Regions from separate parts of the Astyanax mexicanus genome. Here region 2 is linked to region 1. A link is a contact called in public Hi-C data. All regions are on one chromosome and are shown on one strand. The core of a region is the stretch at or near the end of the contact, and the rest is flanking DNA. Distances in the headings are between cores, read along the strand shown. Region 1 overlaps pik3r1 (phosphoinositide-3-kinase, regulatory subunit 1 (alpha)). Region 2 holds the start of slc30a5 (solute carrier family 30 member 5).

Region 1 (4,964 bases), core at 962-3,461:
CCATTTATTCTGAATGACATGAAACACTGAGGAATAAAAGACTTCCCGAGCCCTTTCCAGGGCACATAGCGTACACCATGTTTCAAACACTGGTCCGGCGACAAGCAGCCGTTCAAGTGTGCTCAGCATGGCTGCTTCTTTCACAACAGCTCCTGCTTACTGCAATCTACACACAGGGACAATTGTACTGGTTCAGCACAATGCTAAATCTGTCCACAGTGCAGCAGTCCACCAGGCTAGCCCACAGGAACGTACGTCATTAAGACCACAACTGCAGTCTGGCCCCAGCGTTTAGAAAGGAGGGGGTACTCTTGTACAGACATGTTGCAGGTTGAAGCATTTGTTGGGTTATCTTTTGGGGGACAGGAGGGGGAGGGATTTGGGCTAGGGTGTCTCACAAAATAAAAGGGTGTCTGGCCAAAATAAAATGGAGAAAAGTGTGTCTACAACAAAACATGAATAGATAAATTGTGATTAATTTATTAAATAATGCTTGACTGACGGCGAGTGCTATTAAGGGTGCAATAAAATAATGATGTATGGAAGTATCTCAGTATGTTTTGCAATACTGTATCTGTTATATTGGTATTCAGATCCTGTTGTAATTGTATATAAAAAAATATATATACATAACATAAATAATATAAAAGTTTTTATATTGACAGATTTCCTACAATTTGATAATAAAAAAAACACACATAATGTTGCTTACAGTAGGGTTATAACATAATATCAGAATATTTCAGGGTATTTTTGGGATAACACTAAATTAAAAAAAATATTTCAAGAATACACTACTGCAACAAAATGTAAATTAAATTTTATTATTGCATTTGATATGGCACACACTACTAACTGAGATTTTTAAAAATACAAGAATTATCCCCAGATTTGTCAATGTCAACTCAATTCAATGATCCAGAACGTCATGATACTAATGACGCACTCTATATATCTCCATATGCCCAGGATTAAAGTAAAATTAATGATAATGGACAGATATAATCTCTAGTAGACGGGGGGAAAAATGAGAACTAGGAAATGAAAGTTTTTTTTTTCTATTGATAAAAAACAGCAAGAAAGTAGTACCCTGGTGTGACAATTAGGGATGGCGATATTGCACAATACTTCAGGGTATAATATTGGTCACGATATTTAAAAATGTTGGCGATCTTATTTCTTATTTCGGCACTGTTTAATTTCTTATGTAATGTTAGATTATAGACTTATATTTCACTGCTTACTCGTTTTTTAACATTCATTTTATGGAGCATTTAGTGACATATAATCCCAAGCTCCAATATGATTCGAATATTTATTTATCTTTATATATTTAAAACATTATAAATGTAAAAAAAAAAAATACTTGCTAAGAAATAAATCAGCCCTCAACACTGGAAGCGAAGTGGGGGAAGGAACATGCAACCCCCAGCTGCTTACTCCTGGGTTAAGGGGAAAGTGCACATTCTTTGTGAAGCCGAGCAACAATTCTCTCTCAGTGAGCGGCTTCATGCAGCAGATGTTCTGCCGAGCGCTGAAGAGGCCCCCGAAAAGGAGAAAGCTACATTATCTCAAACTCCAGCTATGCAACATGTACTCTACCCTGCTATTCCCTCACTCATTTGGTCAGCCACCCCAAGCCATCTACATTTGCACGTTAAGTTAAATGAGAAAGTAGCAGTTGTAAATGTAACATCCAGCAAAGGGCTGGGTTCTGGCCTGGCCTAAGCACATACAGTTCCTCTTGCTCTAGAGGCCCACAAAAAGGAGCACATCAGTGTTTTTAAAAGCTCGGGAGCCGGAACGGGCTGGAATTCCACATCTGCTGCTCTCTGAAGTAAGCCCCTGTGGCTTGGAGTGAGCACAAGAGAGAGAGAGCAGGAGAGAGAGAGAAAGAGAGAGGGAGAGCAGGAGAGAGAGAATAAGCAAGCTTACAAAAAAGAAGCCCACACTTTCGACCCTTCCCCTCACCGCCTCCCTTCCTCTATCCATCCCCGGCTCCTCTCCCTCATTCCCTACTTGAGCTGGGCCCAGTCCCAGAAACATTATCAAAACATTAAAAGAAGGAGGAGAAGGAAAGGAGGAGAGAAGAGAAGGAGGGACAAGAAGGAAAAGTGAGCAAGAGAGATCTGCCAGATCCTTCAGTGGCAGGTAATAAATCACAAGCGCTGTGAAGCAACAAGAATCCAGGCTGCCGGCCCCAGGCCCCGGCCCCACTGCTGCAGGCCCCAGCTCCTCTCTCTACATCTTCTGGCCACACAAACACAGAGACTTTTCTTCTCCTGGTGCCACATTTGCCCTTGCGCTGAGCTCTGGGGCTGCCACTCAACACTGTCAATGTAGACAGTAACCCTCGCCAGACCTTGCAGGAATTTCACAATCACGTCCCATGGAGACTTTGAGACCCCAGAGAAACCTGTTGCTGGCAGGAGGTGAGATTTTTCATCCAGCTCTTAACAAAGAACAACCATGCTAAAACGTAGCATTTGAGCATAGCAAACCAAATCTGTTCAATCTGAAAAAATTGTTTAACGTGCAAAGTTTAGTTTAAGTTCTACAGTAGAGATGCTTGCATAGATAATGAGTTACGGAAGCACTGCGGAGACTGGATCAGTAAATGGCCTAGCTTTGGAGCAATGTGCATTAAAAAGGGACATTTCAACGTTATTTTTGCATAATTCTCTTGATCTAGTCTGCATTTAGCTTTGCGCCAGAAGCAGCTGTAGTCCATGTTAGGAATTGTTGGAGGCAACTCCAAAAAGTCAGAAAACATCTACAAGTATTTTCAGATTTCCGGCAAAGTGATAGAGTGGGGCTGTGTGTGTTTTTTTTAGCATTAGCCACAAAAAAAATCTGCACCAATGAGAAAGACCACATTGGGTCAGGAAGTAGAAGATAACTTGCAGCATACTGATTTTACCACCAACGAGCAGTCTTTTTACGGAGCAGCAATCTCTCACCTATAATCTAATGTTCTGTGTACTGATCAAAACACATCCGCTCACTCTGCCTCCATGGCAACACAGTTTCTCTCTGCATTTCTTAATCAGAACCTAATGGAACATATTAAGGACGAAAACCAGTGACGCACTACACGCAGCATTGGCCAGGCCTGGTGTGTGAGCCCTAATTTGTTCAATGTCAATTTCCCCCTACGTGTGAGTGGAATACGCCATGGTCCCCGAAACATTTTAGAAAGGGTAACCGCCACTTCTAAATGTAAGCAAATATCAGGGTAAGGATATCAGGGCTCTACTGCTAAAACAAAGAAAAACATTACCATACTATGATCAGTCACGCTTATTTACAAATGCAATAACATCTATAAAAAAAACAATCCAACTGGTCTGAGATCAGAAAAGTAGAGCATTTCACTCTAAAATAGTAGAGCATTTCCATAATCTTGCAATCCCTAACTGAGCTTTAGGATGCTTGAGTAGGTGTGAATGGGGCTATGTAAGGCTCTAAACGGCCAGATCACTCAGCACTGTGGTGTGGGAACACAAAATCCAACCAAAAACATGCCAGACAACTATACAGCACACATTAACGTATAGAGGCCTTCCTGCAAGTCTGGGCTTTCTGCCATGTTTACAATTCTGCCCTGTGCTCGGTGCAAAACTTAAATATCCTGAAATAATCAGAGAACATCTGTATGCAGCAACAATAAATCGTATTTGCTAATAGAAGATTTTAGAGTGGGTGCCTATTTTAGAGAGGTCCAGCGATGACTGATTTGGACACAAACAGATTTTACTCACGGCTAAGCCAATCTAATGAAAAATGGATCTTCAAATTATTGAAGAAATATTAAAAAAATAATAACAATCGAACACAAAAACACTACTTAATTTCAAGCTGAAATGAACAGAGTTTTATGGGTTGCCCAAACTATTTACACTATTTTCCAAAACGGTGCACCACTTGCAGAAGTAACATACAGTTTAAACAAAATTTTATAATAACTACTCACCTCCTTGTTCGGAGTCCGAGTCATTCTTGGCTGGTCCTGGAGCCACGGGCAAAGGCCTGGGGGGTCTTGGTTTTGGGGTTGGAGGAGAAATCTTCTTTTTGCCAATGAACTCCACATAAGTACCAGGGAAGTCTCCTTTTTCCTGAGTCATTTCATTATAACCAGGCAGCCAGCCTATCTCCTCAGGTCTCTCTTCCAGACCTTCACTGTAGCCAAGTGCTAGGAGGGCCCCTTTACTCACAATGAGAATGTCTCCAACATGAAGATCAATGTCCTCCTCTCTCTCCTTCTTGTAGTCATATAGTGCTCTGTACTGATATCCTTCTGCGCTCATCTTGATATCTTATTATTTATTCTGGTTTTATGTCAAAAATGTTTTCTCCGAAAAGTTACTTTCGTTCCACAAGTTCTTTACAAACCACTTTATTCATATGACAAAATATCTACCAATGGTGATAAATGCCTTCCTCTGAAACCTATGCACTTAGTGCTTCAACATACTGTAGTATCTCACTCAGTGAGTCGTCCTTTAGGTAAAACTGATTCTCCAGTGATCCAGAGCACCTTCACGGTGCTTCACACACAATTTTCCCATCTGTGAAAGATCTGCTCCAGTGCTTTGGCTAATGCAACCACGACCTGCAACACAAAGAAGCCATTTTCTAAGAATGATACAGCATAGTGCAGCACTCACAGTGTGAATAATATAGCTTCACAAATAAAATCACAATATAAACAAATAAAAAACATCCATAAAAAACATGTAGATAAATATAAAAATCACACTGAAACCATCAACTAACCCAACCACAACATTCTATATACGCACTATTCCTATGTATAGTGCAATGAGAAACTAAAGTGCATAGAAATGCATTGGAAATATAAGCAAGCCTAATAGCCAGTAGGGGTGTACTAAATATATGGCAACAAAAATAACTTGGCCGAAAACCGCAAAGGTACTTTCAGTCAGTTGGAAAAAACACAGAAT
Region 2 (4,964 bases), core at 1,091-3,590, 71 kb before region 1:
CACATGTATCAGAGGAGGCATGCATGTGCTAGTCTTCACACTCCTGGTGTTGTAGCATTACTAGTGATAGGGGGAGTCCTAATGAGTGGTTTGGGTGTAAATATTGACTGTGTTAAAATGTAGAAAATCACAAAAAGGAGTTGCATTGAAGCATGCATTTAAAGGCTTGTAAGACACTTGTGATACTATAATGTGCATTTTGAGTGATTCTCTGTGCAATGTAGCGGTAAGCTGGTACAAAGAGTCAATAGACTTGTCTATAGTTTTTGAAAATACTCTGCTAGAGGGTTCTGAAAACAATACTCTACAGACAAAAAGTTGGCAACATTGGGTAGAGATCCACAATGTCTGCATCAAACAACTACTTAGCCTGAAAAAAAGAAAAGATGCATTCCACATCGATATTCGGATATACAACAGATTATCAATTTTTTTTGTCTAAACACTTCACACTGACACTGGAAAAAAGGATACGGTGTTCAGCCATTTTTGCCATTAAGTCATCATTATCAAACAGCAGCAGACAGATGGCCGCAATGATGAAGAAAGCAGCGCCTCGTGTCTAAACAAAACAAAACCAAACAATCAATCAAACCAAATTCATAAATAGTCTTTGACAATTTATTGCAAATAGCATCAACTTCAACATGTCCAACCTTAGAGGGTCCTCCTCCAGAGCTGGTAAAGAGAACGCTGAGAAAACAGATGACCACCACATCACTGTGCTCAAACAGCAGCAACGTCCTGCAGAAATAAACTCAGCTCAGTTGCCTGGTCATGATAAAATTACAAAACTATAAACAGGATAGAGTTTAAGTTTAAGAGTTTAATAGCTGTGGGTCACAGACTCACCTTAGTGGTCCACAAAGTGTAAGCCCAAAAAAGCCTATGAGTGAGATTATGCAGCTGATAACAGCATGTTTGAGGATTTTGATCCACTGAAAGAGAAGCATTTGGTAGTGATGTTAATCGTCAATTTGATACACTGTTTAACAAAGTGTTGTAAAATGTTTAGCAGTATCTATCCAACACATACCTGTCTTTTAGAGACTATTTTTCCTGATGAGAATGGTTTTTGAAAGAAAAGTAAAATCACTGCACACCTGTGTTAGAGAGACATACCGGAAAGGAAATATGTTAGGAAATGTTAGCATGTACAAATGGATTTGGTTCATATTGTAAAGTCCCATCCTCTTGCTCCTCAACTATGGAATTCTCTCCCATCTGCGGAAAAACAATCTTCCTTTCTTTCTATGTTTAAATCGAATCTCAAGACTCACTCATCTATGGCTCTCCCTCGGTTTAATGTGCTCTACCACTCATATCTGCTGTCTAGTTGTCATACTACTGTTAGGTTGATGTGTCTGCTGTTGCTTGTTGTTTTATTGTTTGTATCTATGTTTCTACTAATGATGATTGTAAGCGTCTTCAGGTTTTAGAAAAGCGCTATATAAAAATAAAGTTTTATTATTGAATGTACTGAATAAAAAGAAACAAAAAAAAAAAAAACACTTACCCAAATTTAAGAATAAAAAGGAATTGCACAACATGTACAACTTTAAGGAGATCATAGGATTCAAAGATTCCCAGAGCCTTCAACAGCTTGGTGAGTAGAAGTAGGACTATATATCTGGTCAACCTGAAATTAACAAAATAAACATGAGGCCAAGATATAAAACATCAACAGAAATTGAACAATTATATTCTCATTGCATTTGACAACAGATCTGTCACAATAACTCATTTTATGGATGACATACCGTCCCAAAAAACTGTGATTAAACAGTATTATTGCCATTCTAGGGAAATGTTTATGCTGTTGGTATAATGATAATACAATCACAACAGAACAGAATGAGACCTTTAAAGAGCCGGTTACCTGGCATTAGGCACTTCAACTCTCCCCAGTTTCCCCCCGGAGATTACATTACTGCTGTACTTCTCATCCATCGTGTTTCTGCTGGACTGTAAGTTAACTAACCTGACCAAACTGCTTCATATAAACACAGGTACACAGAGCTACAGTACTCTATAGTAATAATTATCTCCAACAGACTGACCGCTCCGTACACTGACTACAGCTACAGCTAACCGGCCCGAGGGCTCGGACCACAGCACAGCATTCTACCGCTCTCAGAGGCTTTACGAGCCGCTGCTCCCGATATCAAGCCCGCCGAGCGCCCCCAGAACAGCCGTGAACCCCGAAACACCCATTACTCCTCTATAAATCTAAAAACATCTCTCATAATCTACTCATATCTCCTCATAATCAGCGCGAGCCACCGCATCCAGGAGATAATCAACGTCAACACTTCCTCAAACATGGAAGCGACCAGTGCAACCTTTCAAAATAAAAGTACACGGAGATTTTATACATTAAAAGGCATGCAGAGTGAAAGAAAGAAAGAAAGAAAGAAAGAAAGAAAGAAAGAAAATGATTTAAAAAAATAGGATAAGAAAGTAAGTAATGCAACCATGAAATAAAAGAAGAAAATACTATGGAAATATCTATACAAATAATAAAATAAAATAAATAAAAAAATAAACAAAAATAGTTTTAGAAAAGCTTGCTTTAAAAAGAATAAATACATTCAAGATTATTTTATTAATATGTAATTTATTGATATTGATATAATGTGACTACTTTAATACTTAATCTATCCATAATTAAATTTAATTGACATTGATATTGATATTCTGATTTTCTGAAGACCAAACTCTATGTTGTCCCACCCCCAAGCTGAAATAAAAGATTAATTTTGGTTCTTATTGTTATTTTTATGTATTTATTGTAATTATAAAATGTCATTATTTTTTAACAGTTTACATACATTCAGTTACATTAAATACAACTAAACAATTAACATATTTCATATTCTTCTTATAATATCATTTTTATCATTGTTATTGTGTCAGAATTATTTAACTTTTTATACTTATAACAATCATTACTGTAACATAACTTTTAAGAATGAGAGATTGAAGGAATTATGTAGGTATAATAATACCTGTAGATCCTTTTTCTTTGGCTGGATATTATTCAGTCATTTGAATAATCAGAACTCTTGCTGTGTTCTATGAAATAAGAAAAAATAAGATAACAAAATAAAATAATCTAATTTAATCTAATCTTAAACCTTGGTATATCAGTGTGTGAGAGGTCTACTAGTGCTAATTATGCAGTTTATATGCTATAGAAAGAAAGAAAGAAAGAAAGAAAGAAAGAAAGAAAGAAAGAAAGACGAGTGTAAAAAAAAAGGAAAGTTAGGCAGAAAAATATAAGGAAATCAGAAAAAGAAAGAAGGACAAAAAATGCAGAAACCCAGCAGTGACACAATTACAGATCCTAGGATGGCACCGCTCCACTGCTGACTCCTGTAATAGTGTTTAATGCTGGTGATTCATGCTTCTCACTTCTTTTGGTGCCACTCTGTCTTCCCTCCCAGACAGCAGATGGAGGAAGTGATGTCGGAAGGAAGGCTAATGCTGCCTTGGCCTGATTCTGCCTCAGCTCTGTGGCTTACATATGTCTCCATTACGTGCTCCACAGGAAAGGTCAAGTGAGTGGACTGCACCATCAATGTCCACAGTAGCTGTAATAACCATTAGCAACGCTTGCTAATGGGGCACGTCAACAGGAGTCCAGAGAAAGATGTGATGCCCAGTGCCCTTGCAGTGACCCTTTATGTAAATTAGCAACATAAGTGCACCTGTAAACTACTATTAAAATATATTTAAATATACTTACCACTAAAATATTTTTGGTGATTAAAGGCCCTAACATTACATTGGTTTGAAGTACCTCTGTAATAGGAATAACATTGCAAGACACTCTGGATAAGAAATGTAATGTAAATGTAAATATAATTGGACTACTTTAATATGTAATCAATCGATAATTAAATTGAATTAAAATATTCAGATTTTCTGCCGATCAAAAAAAAAATCGTTCTTAATGTTATTTTTATGTAATTATTGCAATTATAAAAATTATACATTTTTATATGTTCATTTAAATTAAATACAAATAAACAATTAACAAATGTCTATTGTTATTTTGATGTAATTATTGTAATTATAAAAATGTCCATCATTTTTAACAGTTTACACACATTCAGTTAAATTAAAAACAAATAAATAATGAACATATATTCTTTCTATTCTTATAATTATTATTATTGTTATCATATCATAACTGTTCTGCTTTTTATACTTATAACAATAGTTTCTGTAACAGAAAGTGAATGAATGAGAGACTGAAGAAATTAATCAGGTATAATAATGGGTGGATATTATTCAGTTAATGTAATTATTGAGTAATCAGAATCTTGCAGTGCATGGTTCTGTTCTGGTCTGGTTTCTCACGTGGCCGCTAGATGTCAGTGTTGTTCTGGTGTGAGCGATTCTGTGAGCAGGCTGAAGTCCTCCTCCATGACTGAGCAGAAGCCCTGCTGAGCTCCAAAATGGAAGCAGCTTCACTGGGGTCAGTGCACAGGCCTGAGGAGTGTAGAACTGTGTTTGTTTTTGTCATATTATTCAAAATATTGTGTGTTGATTATTATGTCAATAACTTATTCAACAAATACACAAATATTATATAAATTATTGGTTATTATATATTATATTGTTTAAATTATTATATTGAATAAATTGATTTGTTGAATAATTTATAATGTGCTAAAAATCTTAATTTCAATTACAGAAACATTAGGTCTAATTCTAATCGTAATTGTAATAAAAAAATATGTGCAACTGTCAAAATATACTAATATAAATAATAAAATTAGTGCTTTACTGAACTTCTTTTTAAAATCATTATTTTTGTGAATACAAATCAAACTATTTGTATCCCCCCAAACCTTTCATTTCATTACAATAGTCTAGTTTCATTACAGTTGTCTATTTTTAAATGTAAGAATTTGGGGTCATTTCCTCTTACTGATCTGAAATTATTCAGTGAACTA

The links. A called contact is a pair of places that touch in the nucleus more often than the background predicts.
Region 2: a Hi-C map of muscle shows a contact between it and region 1, with 12 times the contacts expected there. The contact joins the promoter of slc30a5 here to the enhancer-like site in region 1. A contact is called at or near these places in 3 of 3 Hi-C or Micro-C datasets (blood and muscle).

The regions. Positions count from the first base shown.
Region 1 is chr1:19,498,893-19,503,856 of AstMex3_surface, reverse strand. It overlaps pik3r1 (phosphoinositide-3-kinase, regulatory subunit 1 (alpha)), which reads right to left. Exons shown (of 15, transcript XM_049474360.1): 2 at 3,974-4,612. The coding sequence starts at 4,307. Among protein-coding and RNA genes, the nearest start is that of pik3r1, 4.4 kb to the right of the region's middle. Within about 2 kb of position 2,211, the one cell type or tissue checked has an H3K27ac peak away from gene starts, as active enhancers do.
Region 2 is chr1:19,569,701-19,574,664 of AstMex3_surface, reverse strand. slc30a5 (solute carrier family 30 member 5) reads right to left here and starts at 2,340. Exons shown (of 16, transcript XM_022667791.2): 1 at 1,880-2,340; 2 at 1,517-1,639; 3 at 1,037-1,103; 4 at 853-938; 5 at 657-744; 6 at 475-562. The coding sequence starts at 1,950.